Regions from separate parts of the Mus musculus genome. Here region 1 is linked to region 2. A link is a contact called in public Hi-C data. All regions are on one chromosome and are shown on one strand. Each heading gives the region's core, a stretch centred on a gene start, on an enhancer-like site or on the middle of the called end of the contact. The rest is flanking DNA. Distances are from core to core; before and after follow the strand shown. Region 1 holds the start of 9330111N05Rik (RIKEN cDNA 9330111N05 gene). Region 2 has its middle 19 kb from the start of 5430425K12Rik.

The links. A called contact is a pair of places that touch in the nucleus more often than the background predicts.
Region 1: a contact with region 2 is called in a Hi-C map of embryonic stem cells, with 1.9 times the contacts expected there. The contact joins the promoter of 9330111N05Rik here to the enhancer-like site in region 2. A contact is called at or near these places in 1 of 15 datasets of contacts at CTCF or cohesin (the NIH/3T3 cell line), 5 of 484 Hi-C or Micro-C datasets (the CH12 cell line, embryonic stem cells, granulocytes and 2 more) and 4 of 115 datasets of contacts at active chromatin or transcription factors (bone marrow-derived macrophages, embryonic fibroblasts, embryonic stem cells and 1 more).

What each region holds. Positions count from the first base shown.
Region 1 is chr13:80,958,767-80,965,578 of GRCm38.p6, forward strand. It overlaps 9330111N05Rik (RIKEN cDNA 9330111N05 gene), which reads left to right and starts at 5,308. Exons shown (of 2, transcript NR_015587.3): 1 at 5,308-5,627. It overlaps Gm4211 (a long non-coding RNA gene), which reads right to left and starts at 2,668. Exons shown (of 3, transcript XR_382678.2): 1 at 1,882-2,668; 2 at 739-865; 3 at 1-436.
Region 2 is chr13:80,918,072-80,924,058 of GRCm38.p6, forward strand. No RefSeq gene overlaps it. Among named protein-coding and RNA genes, the nearest start is that of 5430425K12Rik, 19 kb to the right of the region's middle. Within about 2 kb of position 3,765, at least 12 of the 459 cell types and tissues checked have an H3K27ac peak or open chromatin away from gene starts, as enhancers often do. A contact at or near this core is called in embryonic stem cells, where this site is marked.

The DNA of each region.
Region 1 (6,812 bases), core at 4,058-6,557, 42 kb after region 2:
TAATAATTTGAACTTTGGGCAGGGAGCCATGTTTATTCCTTTCTGGATACCATGACATGAACTGGCATTATTCTTTGTTGATTTGGTTAATGAGGGAGGGTGTAATTTACATCTCCTACTTTTTTCAACAAACTGCCTACATAAGCTGGTATACCAGGACTATCTTGGAACTATCAGTGATATAAATAATGACACAGAGGTTTATTAATATTTTAAATTTTCGGCCTTTTGCCTGGCTGTTTCCCAACTACTCTAATCCAATTAATCCTGGCACCACATCCAGCCATGGGGTCAAGTCTTCTTTTGCTTAGTTCTAGTCCATCTGCCCATCTTGTGTTCATTGGAGAATCTTCTGCCTCTTGGTTCTTCTCTTGGAGTCCTTACCTCTGCCCAGACTTCTGGCTTCCATCTCCTTCCCAGCTGTTGGCTGTCAGGTCTTTATTAAAGCCAATAAGATACAATTTCTAGTTTGCTTTAGACATGTGAGGAAGGGACAAAGATTTATAAAATATAAGACCAGGGACAGTACAGAATGAGTAGTTGAATAGATGCATCTTCACCCAGTATACTCCAACAGGCTGGCTAGCTCAAGTGCCAAAGGGATTAGACAAACACTAGACATGACATACTGCTTGCCTACTGCACATGTGTGGGTTAAATCTCCAATACAGCAAATAATAATAACAAGAGTAATTTTTTACAAAGAAGCTGGGACACAGTTAGTAAAAAGCATTTTACCAGTCCTATGAGCTGTGAAATCCATCAGGCCAGGCTTCTCAGAGAAAATAGGACCTAACTGTGCATTGAGATAGAGTTGGATTTGAACACACAGAGAGAGGGCCACCATCACACATTATGCTGTCACCTGAAGAAAAAAAAAAGCAGAGTAAAAATGAGCACTGTGAAGGTTCTATGACATGAAATTGAAAATTGTAGAGACTGTGGAATGAGTTTATGAGAGAGGGATGAAAGCATAGCAAATAACCTTCTACATCACACACACTGTGCTCCAGACTTAGCAGGACTGAAGCAGTAGCTTTTTTTTTTTTTTTTTTTTTTTTTTTTTTGAGAACATTAGAAAGATATCATGGTGGCCTACATTGTGCTATCTAGAACTGGAAAGGTAGGTATTGCTAAACTTTCATACTACACCCTGAGAGCTCAAACCCAAGTGTCGTCATTTGTGCTAAGTGCCACATGCTGAAGTGTTAAGAGAACAGATAAACACCAAACAGGCAAGTTCTTCCTGGAAGAACTGCAATGGGCCCAGGCAACCAAATCATAGTAATAAGGAAGTCCCTTTGTTTTGGTGGCACAAGAAAAGTGGCCTGAAGCAACCTGATTGAAGCTCTCTGTCTACTTTGTTCTATGACTTGTTCCTTCTTCCTGTCATACAAACCCAGCTACTCTATGCCCAGGCAAGCACACTTTCTGTTGTTTTCTAAAATCCCAAATAAAGCAGTCCCAAAGAGAACATTAAGGTGAATCGATTGCGGTTTTTCCTTTTAACATACTCAAAATCTTCCCCTCCCAGCACACACCTTCCCCCTCTTGGACAAACAACAGGTCCCTAGAGCACACAGCGAGAGTGCCTCTACCTACCTGCAGAATGAGGGAAGAGCAAAGGCTATGGAATGAAACCTCCATTATTGTTCATTTTGTTCATGGACTTCTAGTGTCCGGCCCTGTGTGACACTGTTTGCTGTTGAGACTACCCAGTCTGTGGTATTTGTTGTGGCCCTAGCTGACAGACACAAGTACATATCACAGTGTTCCAAGAGAATCCTCTCTCTGCTGGAAAAGTTGGTTGGAGATTGACCATTGACCTGCGCCTACAGTTAGGCTCATCAGTCTTACCATTGGGAAGAAAGAAGCTCTTACCTCAGTGCGAGGAGGAACTGCTACGCATTCAGGGAGTTGATCTCTAGCATAAAGGGCAAAGGCCATGTCCTCTCTTCTGAGATTGCACTGCTTCTCTGTCCCAAGATCTCTCTAAGGATGTAAGATGGGGGGCTCTTCTTGGTGGTTTTGCACGAGTCACCACTTCTCTGGCTAGCTGGTGGCTAGCAGCACTGTCTTGATGTAGAGTCCCTTTACTTAATTTTCTCTAATAATGAAAGAACACTTGCCTAGATACTTTAGAATGTATCCAAGGATCTGCCCAGAGTCACTGAACCACTGCATTTGTGATGTAGAGTCCCAGTCTTTGTTACCCCAGGTAAGATTAATACTTTGTAACATCTGACCAGCTGCTTAATCATATTTAATAATAATGACAAGATACTAATTTGTTGGCTGCTTTTCACATCAGTGTTTTTAGGCATCCCTTCATTGAATACTTTCCACAAATTGATCAGACAATGTGTCTGGCCTCCATTTTTCAGATGAGAAAACAGGACTAGCTAAGCCAAGAAACAGGTTCAAAGTCACACCTTAAAATAAACCTGGCCTCCAAATATCACCCTGAGAGCATCAAGGCAGCACAAATTTAAATTAAGTAAGAATAATGACCCAGAACAAGTCAGTTTTAAATACCAGCTGACAAATATAACTAGTTGTATTTTAAATATCTACACAACATTGTCAAACTTTCAAAGGCTAACCTAACCAGTAGATGTTCCTTGTCATCAGTAACTGAAATATATTGCTTTCCATTTCTTAGTTCATCCATTTCTCACAGTTTTGTTCCCTCCCACCCTCCCTCTCTTCCTTCCTTCCTTCCTTCATTCCTTCCTTCCTGCCTCCCTCCCTCCCTCCCTTTCTTCCTTCCTCCCTTCCTTCCTTTTCAATGTCAGTTTAGGGTCTTTAACTTCCTATAAAAAAATCTGGCTGTCATGCCTGCATATAAGCTTGGAGAGTCACTCTAACCTCAAAGCTCTTCCCTGCAAGAAAAGCATTCCTTTTTTTTCTTTTTATATTTTATTTATATATTATTATTATTTTAGGGTCTTTGAGACAGGGTCCCACCACAGTGGTTTAAATCCCCCCTCCTCCCACCACACTCATCTTTCATCTCCACGCCCTTATTATGGCTCCCTACCTCCCCCTCCCCCTCAGGGTTTCTCTGTGTAACCCTGGCTGACCAGGAACTAGCTCTGTAGACTAGGCTAGCCTCAAAGTCAGGAATACACATGCCCTGCCTTCCGAATCGTGGGGTTAAAGGCTCACCCCCACCCAATTTAAATATTTAATTTTTTTTTTTTTTTTTTTTACAACTAGAAAAAAAGAGCATGCACGTCTTGGGACAGTCTCAACCTAGTAAAAAGCAAGAAAAGCATTCCTAATAGAAAGAAGGCTGTTCTATGGTGATGCGATGCACTGTTTCAAATGCACACTGGCATCAGGAGCAATAAGAATTCTAGGACCTTGGAAAACAATTGGCAACAGTTGGCACAGGTTCTAAAGGCCTAGTGTGATTGTCTTAAAACTCAGCTCAAAGGGGTCCCTGTCCCTCGACCTGTCTCTGGATTATCTCATTGATCAGCTACACTGAACAATGCAACACTTGCCATTGGCTCTCAACATAGCATTGCCACAATCACCAGTACAGTTGGAAAAATCCGAACAGGATGCTAGAGGGCTGAATGCCCAGGACACCATCATGGTTCTCTGTTACTATCAAACATGCCTCCAGCTTTTAGAATCCTTTATGAGAAAGGCAATTGCACAAAGACCAAAGATTGGCTTCCTTTAACACTGAACATCAAAACCGAGTTAAACTCTCTTTTTCCAAGGATACCTAATGTTTTACAATTCCACTAAGGCCACAATGATTTAACCTCAAAGTCGTGCAAAGGTTTGACACATCACTTGCAAGGCGTGTTTTTGTTTTATTTACTCATTCTTCCTGTGTCTCATTTAAAAATGTCATTTCTCAAATTGGGTGCGGATTATTAAAAAAATTAAACGTAAGCAAACAAAAAATAAAACCAAACAAAAGCAAAAAACAAACAAGCAGACAAAACCCACCCACACCCCCCCCTCCAAAAAAAATCAAACAAACAACAACAAATACAAGCCAGAGCAAGAGAAATCTCCTATCTGAGGAAATACATGGGACGAAAGCCTAAGCCCTGGAAACGGGGTCACGTGGGGCCACCCCCACCCCCCACCCCACCCCCGCTGCGGATCCTGGACGTCACCCGCTCTGGCCCGTGCGTGCGGCGGGTGAGTGGCCCCGGGGTCTCCGCGGCCGAGGCGCTGGGACGCCCTTCCTGACAGCCGGTCTCCCGGCACGTAGCGCTCGCCTGACTCAGCGCTGAGTCACCGCTCCCGCGGACTCCCGCTTCGCCCTGCACAGCCAGAGGCTGCCGGGCTCCGTGCACGCCGAGGCCGAGCCCTCAGTGCTGCAGACCGGTCTCTGCGCTTCCCGGAGCAGCGCAGGGTTTACAGCTTTTGAATCCCGACCAAGCCCAGCACTAACTTCCTGCGTTGTTTTCTTTGCCTTAAGGGCTGACTAGTCTAGGGATCAAATTCTTCCATCGAAGCTTGTTGGCGCAAATCCCGGCTTTGTCCTTGAACAGTGACTTTGAGATGATCTTCGTTTGGATTTTTTTAATACTTCCGCGGTTCCAAACTTCTGTCTTATTTATGCCCTCCGTTTCCTAAGGTTATCTTTTCAGTGTGTTTGGTAACTAATCTTGTCATAAAGCCACACTGCGGTGACGCAAGTCAGGTTGGAATCTGGCATGGTGTACAGGCAGTGACTTACTGTAAAATCCAGGGCCTTCATCGCGACATCCTATCTGTCATCTCAGGCACTGATTAGCTTCCTTGCCCTTGGAGAGGTCCCGGGGATTTAGAAGGCCTGTTGAAATCTGTCTTTATAGCGGCCATGTTTCTTGCTTCCTCCTCGGAGTTTAAAATGAAGAGAACGATAGATAAGCATTTCTGCAAACGTAGCTTGGACCACCTGTCCCAGAGCACAATTTTACTCCAAACTGCAGCTGCAGAATGTCCTGAATAAAACTAGAAACCGGCCACCTGCCAGTGAAACACGTGATCCGCAAAGCCTACCAGAGGATAGGAGGAAAGCAGTTTTCCTAGACTGAACACACAGACCACGTTGGTTCTGGTGTTCTTATTCATCTTTCTGTCTAAAATACTGGAAAGGTAAAATGCGGGGCGGCCACATAAAATATCAGCGTACTGTTATAGTGATAGCCATTTACATCGCTGTTGATATGGTAGAGATGGAACCGAAGGCCTGATGCTCTAATCAGACACTGCTACACAGCTATAGCCTCAGCAGGAAGTTGTTCCGACTTCCGATCCCTGGACATTTTCATTTCTCTGGGAAACTCTTCCAGCTTCATCTTTGCTAGCATTGGAGCAAACTCCCCAACAAGCCCTTGTTGGTCCAAGTAGAGTTCTTGGACCAGCAACCCAGCATCACAAAGTAGCTCATAAGAAGCACAGGCTCTCTGAGCTGCTGACGCAGCAAAGACGGAGGAGTGCTTGCCTAGTATGCTTGAAGACTGGAGTGGAGGAAGGGAGAACAGAAGTTCAAAATCATCCTCCGCTGCGTCCTTAGAGCCTAGAATCTCAGACTCCATCCAAAATTGGCATGTTTACGAGGTCTCTTTATATCGTGAACTTGGGAAGAACTGATCAGTGGGCTGGCAGAGGTAAGGAGAAGGCGTGGGGGAGGACAGCATCTTTCACTTTCCAGGACTTCGGTAAGAAGTGCCACACCTAGCACTGTACCTAAAATAGTAAAGGTGGACTATCTTAGTTAAGGGTTGACTGTTGTGAACAGACTCCATGACCAAGGCAACTCTTACAAGGTCAACCTTTAATTGGGGCTGGCTTACAGGTTCAGAGGTTCAGTCCATCATTATCAAGACAGGAGCATCACAGCGTCCAGGCAGGCATGGTGCAGGAAGAGGGAAGAGCTGAGAGTTCTATATTCCTTATCTGAATGCTGCTAGAAGACTAGCTCCCACATGGCTAGCAGAAGGGTCTCATTGTGCACCCCCACAGTGACACACTTCCTCCAACAAGGCCAACCTACTCCAGCATGGCCACATCTCCTGGTAGTGCCGCTCCCTGGGTCAAGCATATTCACTACCACATGGACTTACCCTCTTACAATCCTGGAGACTGTCCACCATGTTCTAGGTAGACCCCTCTGGGCTCCTTTCTACATCTCAGCAATGGCCATAGATCTCTGATTGTCCCTGGCATACAGTCTATGCTGCTTGGATCACATGGCATTTTTTTTCTGTGTTTGTCTCCACATTAACTCCCTACTAAGGTCATGTGCTCTCACTGGAGGCTCCAAGTTCCACACTGACAAATGCAAGTGCACACCATTTCTGGGATGGGTGTGGGGAAGTGATACAGATGGAAATAGCAGGGTACAAGAGATACGATGGATAATTGGGAAAAGGGGTGTGCTGTTATTAGGGAAGAGAAGGCACATAAACACAGAAGGAGAGAGTAAGATAACAGTAAGGATGCCTGAATCATACCATTAGCTACCTTAAAAGAACCCCAAAATACCAGTTAGTCTATGTATAATATCATATATAGTTTAAATAAAATTTCCTCATCTGGGCTGACAATGCTTTCTACCAGAACCAAAAATCACCTAAGAAAAACCCAACACCAGTAATGAGAGGCCTTCTTTTGAGTCATTGAATAGGGTTGTCCAAGAGACTTCCCCCACATACAGACTATCGCTCTTGTCCTTGTTGTTCCCCCAAAAATGGAAAACAATCTCTATTACTGAAGATAGCAGTTACTTCAGACAAAGGGATAAGAAAGTGACCTGAATGTGCCATTCCTGACAACTAGCTTTCATGGTGTTT
Region 2 (5,987 bases), core at 2,515-5,014:
ACACTGTCTGAAAAATAAAATAAATAGAAACAGGTATATTACAAATAATACTCTGTAGCCTACACTTAGAATGTAATGTGTGAAATTAAAAACAATGATTTGTTAAACTTGCTATCTGCCAATAATTCTTTGGAAACAGTGCCACAGATGATTTCAACCAACAGGTCTGTTAAAGGAGAAAATGAAATCAACAGAAAAGTCCCCAGCACAAGGCTTTTTGGTTTTTGGTTTGTGAGACAGGGTTTCTCTGTGTAACAGTCCTGGCTGTCCTGGAACTCACTTCATTGGCCAGGTTGGCCTCACAGAGATCTGCCTATCTTTGCCTCCTACGTGCTGGGACTGAAGCATGTGCTGCCATGCCTGGCTTTGCCACAAGGTCTTTGACATAATTCTTTCTTCTTCTTTAAAGAAATCTACAACTATTTAAAAAACTGACATGGGCTCAATTTTTTTCCAATGCAATCTCAATGCTAGTCAAATTCAGAGATTCTTGGTCATCTATGCAGCACAGTTTTTAGGAGTCATGAAAAATAAAACATCATAGGAAGGCTTGAGTCCTTTTATCTGTGGGCTATAGTTCACAGAAGTCTGAAGAGGAAAACCTAACTTCACTCTAACTGGTTACATTACTGGCTCCATGTATCTACAATGTGCTTTTATCTGCTGAGAAAAAAAAAAATGTGTGCACAAGTAGGCACTTATTCTAGTTATTCAGGAAGGTTTTGTCAGAGCAAAGAGAGCCTTGGAAAGTATCTTCTTAAAACAGTTTCAGCCATAGTGCAGCTCTCAGACCTCAGCAGAAAGTAATCAAAGTTTGAGAGAGTAAATGGGGTAGAACACACAGACACACACACACACACACACACACACACACACCATCACCACCACCACCAGCAGCAGCAGCACCACCACCACCACTAACAATAACAACAGCAGCAATGCTCTCAGCTATTGTAGAACAGGACCAGGACAAAACAGTGTCTTCCAGACATGACCAGACCACTGTAGTCATGAACTCACAAAAGCTGTTTTGGGACAGGGCATATATTTTATACCTTTAATCTCAGCATGCAGGAGGCAGAGAGAGGTGAATGTCTGTAAGTTTGAGGCCAGCCTAGTCTACATAATGGGTTCCAGGCCATCCAGAGGTATACAGTGAGATTCTGTGTTAAAAACAAACAAACAGACAGACAAACAAAAAATCCAGTCAAAAACAACCCAAACCAAAACATCAAAAAAGAACTGGTTGCCTGCAGCAATAGAGCCAGTCCCAGTTCCAACTTGGGGGGAGAAGGGAGGAGCTATTGAAGTAACTTCTTGGTGAGGGAGAGGGAGTTTTCCTTAAAGATCCAACCACCTGTAGGTCTACCAAGCTCCAAGGTAGCTTCCCACCCATGAGTACATAGTATAAACTGATCTTGGTGTTTTGTTTTTTATTTTTTTATTGTTTTTGTATTGGTTTTGGTTTTTTTTGAGACCGGGTTTCTTTAGGTAACAGCCCCCACTCTTAGAACTGATTTGTAGACCAGGCTGGCCTTGAACTCACAGAGATCTACTTGCCTTTCAAGTACTGGAACTAAACGTATGTACCACTACCTCCTGGCTCTTCTCCTCCTTCTGTAATGGTCCTTTAGCCTTGAGATTAGGGCCATGAGATGGATGCCCCATTTGTGGCTAAGCACACCACAGTCACTTATTCTCTAGACTTGGACCAACAGTGAATTTCTATGTTTATCACATTTACTGTAAAGAAACTTCTCTGATGATGTCTTAGAGTTGCTTTAATCTAACTGAGTGCAGAGTTACTAATTTAGAGGAAAGTGTGATGCTACATCCATTTGTTAAAATAATAGAGGTTTAATCCTGGGCCCCAGCCATGGTTAAATGGCCAGATTTATAGAACCATTCTTCTGTGGGGCAGGCCTCAAATCCACGGGGAAAGCAGTTAGTTACAAACATATCATTCGTGCCATTATTGTAGTATGGGCATAGCTTGACAGTCAATTGGATATTGTAACTTACAGGGTTCATAATTCAGTAAAACTGTTGATAGTTTTTCTTTCAGTAATGTGAGAGGTAGTTGTCAGAAGGAAGCTTCCTGGTCAGTACCAACTTGATGTCTCTATATCCTATAACCAAAGTGCATAGTGTCTTCAGCAATGGGGGCTTACCAACAAGTCCACTGAACTCTCCTTGATTGAGCTTCTCCAGCACCATCTCCATGGGTCTCTGTGTTTCTGTTTCTGCCTCCTTTATTCCTCTCACTGCAGAAGCAGACAGCTATGGCTTCCTTCAGTTCAAGGCAATCCTAATGGTACACTCTTAGTTCATTTTCTGCTCCTATAACAAACCCACTTAGAGTCATTGATTGTATTGACTCACAGTTCCGAGCCTGAAAAGTTGGTGCTAAACATCTTTGCGCTTCCCCACTGTGTCTTAACTCTTGTGTGGTGGCAGGAGCCTGAGGATATGAGGTCTATGCTCCTCTGCTACCGACACAGAAACAGGCAACTAGAAAACAGGACACATCTCAAAACAAAACAAATCGCTAATGCCATTCGGAGGCCTGACCCTCATGACCTCATCCAATCCTAATTCTTCTACCTTCATGAATCTCACCTGCAATCAACTTAAATGTAAAAATGTGTTTAGAACACATAAATGTTATGTGTATACATCCCAACCTTGGCAGTTACCCTCCTGTGAGAACCTGTGGCATTTACCTTCTGCCTCCTATGACTTCTGGCACCAAGCAACATTTGCTCCCATCCCTCAAGTCATACTGTATTGGCTGATTCTTTCTGCCAAAAGCATTTCAGCTCTGCCTAGCTGTCTTTATCTCTTCTTAACTTCCACATCGAGTCTCAGGTTCAGGAAATCTTCCTTAATCTGTTTTCACTAAAAGATACACGTCTCCACAGTGCCTTTCCTCGACTCTTTTCTTCAGAGTTGGCATAAGAAGTCTGTTGATTTTTTTTAACCTTCCCTTTCCTCTGTTTTGTTTCATTTTTGCATATCTGTAGCTTGTGGTCCAGACTGGCCAATCTGGCTGCAGCTGTGGTTCACCCTGGCCTATCTGGCTGCAGATGATTTTATCGTCCCGCTTTACGTACCACAATCTGGAATTCCATCCTGCTTGGGTGGGTATGCACCGTATTGCTCAGGCTAGGGTTTCCCTCTCCTTTCTTTTAAATATTATCTCTCCCTGCCAGTTCATTGTAAGTCTTTCTTTTTTTAAAGATTTATTTATTTCATTTATATGAGTACACTGTTGCTCTCTTCAGACACAACAGAAGAGGGCATCAGATCCCATTACAGATGGTTGTGAGCCACCATGTGTGACCACAACATGTCGTTGCTGGGAATTGAACTCAGGACCTCTGGAAGAGCAGTCAGTGCTCTTAACCTCTGAGCCATCTCTCCAGCCCTCATCGTAAGTTTTGTCGGGACAAGGTCACCTCCCATTTCGCTGGCTGTTTCTCAGAGACCCAGGTATTACCTCGGTTTGTAGTTCAGTTGATATTATCCTCGAGGGGGGCTTGGGAGACAACTCAGCAAATGGAAGCACTTGCCAAGTGCTGACAGTCTGAACTCAGTCCCCAGAACCAAGCATCTGTAACCCCATTAGTCGGGTAAAATGGCAGTAACCGAACAATCAGCAGTAGCTTGAGGGCAGCTAACCTGGAGTGTGAACAGGGAGACTGCTTCTCAGCTGAACAAGAGAGATCCTGCCCTTGGAATTCAGACACCAGCTGAGGTGCCTATTTAACATAGGAAAGGGCCCTGACCTCCAGGTTCTCCTAGTACCCTTCTGTCCCTACCTGTTACAGGGTACAGATGACAGACCCTGTTCTATGCCTTAAACTGTCCAGCAGAGAAATTGGCCTCCCCCTGCCCCAGAAGCTCTTCCCCATACAATCCAGATATTTTGAGCCCCCTTTCTGCATTTTCTCTCTCCCTGCATGCCCAACATCTTTTTGTCTTCTTTCTTTCCCTTCCCCCTCCACCCTCTCTCCCTCCCCATGGCGACTTGCCTGCTCTAGTTCCTTGAGAACAGTGACTCTTCCCTAGAGCTGCTTCCCAATAAATCTGCCTCAGTATGCTTTAATTTAGCTTGAATTGGCTTATTTTCTGGGGACAGGATAAATGCCTCAACAGAAAAAGAGAGCTCCTGCCTCAGCAAGGCGGAAGGAGAGAATGCGCTCCTAAAAGACTCCCTCTGACCTCCACAGGCACTCACACACACACATACGGACACGTACACACACACTAATACATTTGCAAATTAAATACTTTAAGTTTTAAAAGAAATGAGTCTGTGTGTTGCATTCTAAGACATTTAACACTAACAAATGGAGGTTAAAATAAATGCCTCTTACATTTATCAGCATACCTCAGGATAGCCGAGGAAGTAAAACAAAAAACAAACAAACAAACAAAACCAAAAAAACTCAGTTTAGATTTGAAGAGTTACACTGATTTCCATAATAAAGTAAAAAAAAAAAAAAAAACTTAAATGACTTAAGAGTGAGGGGTATCTGAAAGAAGAAAAAACTTGGGCCTTAAAAAACAGAACTTAGAGTTATAGACTAAGGATATATAGAAAGTCTTGCCAGTTTTCAGGGAGCCAGGGCAGGAAGAGTACAAATTTAAGACCACTTGGAATACATAGCAAGGCTATTCCAAACAGGAAAACAACAAAACCAGAAAACCTTTACCTAATGGAATGACAGACACCGCAAGATTTTAAGAGAGTCACAGGTCCTTGAACACAGCTTTGAAGTTGTTCTCTGCTCGGGACAGAACCTTTCCAGTTTGGTTTGGTTCAGTTTGATTGGAGATTGTTCTGTGTGCTTGACATTGGATTTCATGTAGCTCAGGTTAACCTGTAACTTTTTAATGTAGCCAAATTTAAGTTTGAACTCTTGATCTTCCTACCTCTGTTCCTTAGATCCCAAATGCTGGTATGTTTCCCTGGTGTGTTCCACTAGGCTGGGTATTCTTGTGGTAAATAAGAACTTTTGTACATTTAATCAATATGGTGTCAAGGATGAGGGTTTTAAAGCCCACACCCACAATGACACGCCTACTCCAAAAAGGTCATACCTTTTTCAACAAGGCCACCTCCAAACAGTGCCACTCTCTAGGCTAAGCATATTCAAACCACCACAGTCGTAGAGGTCTAGGCTGAGTCTTCAGCCGTGAATGAATCTCAGATGTATTCTTGCTCTGGGAAAGGGAACAGTTCTGCAACTGGGCGGATGGCAAACCAGAATGAATGAATAAGGGCAGGGCTAAGCACTGCAGTGTTTCAATCTCTTTTTCAGAATCCCACCTTTCTATCTATTCAATCTGGCATCATCAGCTGCTAAGAATGGATCTGAGCATAGGTGCAGAGAATGCCTGAATATTTGCTTGTGTGTATGTGTTCCCTCTGCCATGTGTTTCTTGCTCTTCTTTTAACATCATCTGACAGCCTAATGGAAATCATACTTACTCTGTGTTAGTTCCCAGAGAAGTTTGAGCTTCCCAGCTGAGAGTCAGGCAGGGACTCAAGAGAAGAAGAGGTAGACACTCTTATGTGATAGAGAAAAAGAGTTACCATCTCTCACATGCACTGTTCAAATTGTACTGTTAGCTATGCAGATCCCCCAGCTTTTGAGACAGTTGTTATTGGTGGTGGTGTTGGTGGTGTTGGTGGTGGTGGTGGTGGTATTGGTGGTGGTGGTGGTGGTGGTGGTATTGGTGGTGGTGGTGGTGGTGGTGGTGGTAGTGGTAGTGGTAGTGGTAGTGGTGATGGTGGTGGTGGATTTATTTTGCTTTTGTGTAATAAGTTCTTGACCTGGCTGGCCTGGTACTTGCTATGAATCCCAGACTGGCCTTGAATTTGCCAGACTCTTCTGCCACAGCTTCCTGAGTGCTGGGATCACACCTGGCCCCAGCTTCTGATTTTTGTTTTTGTTTATCAAACCCATAAGTGTTTCGAG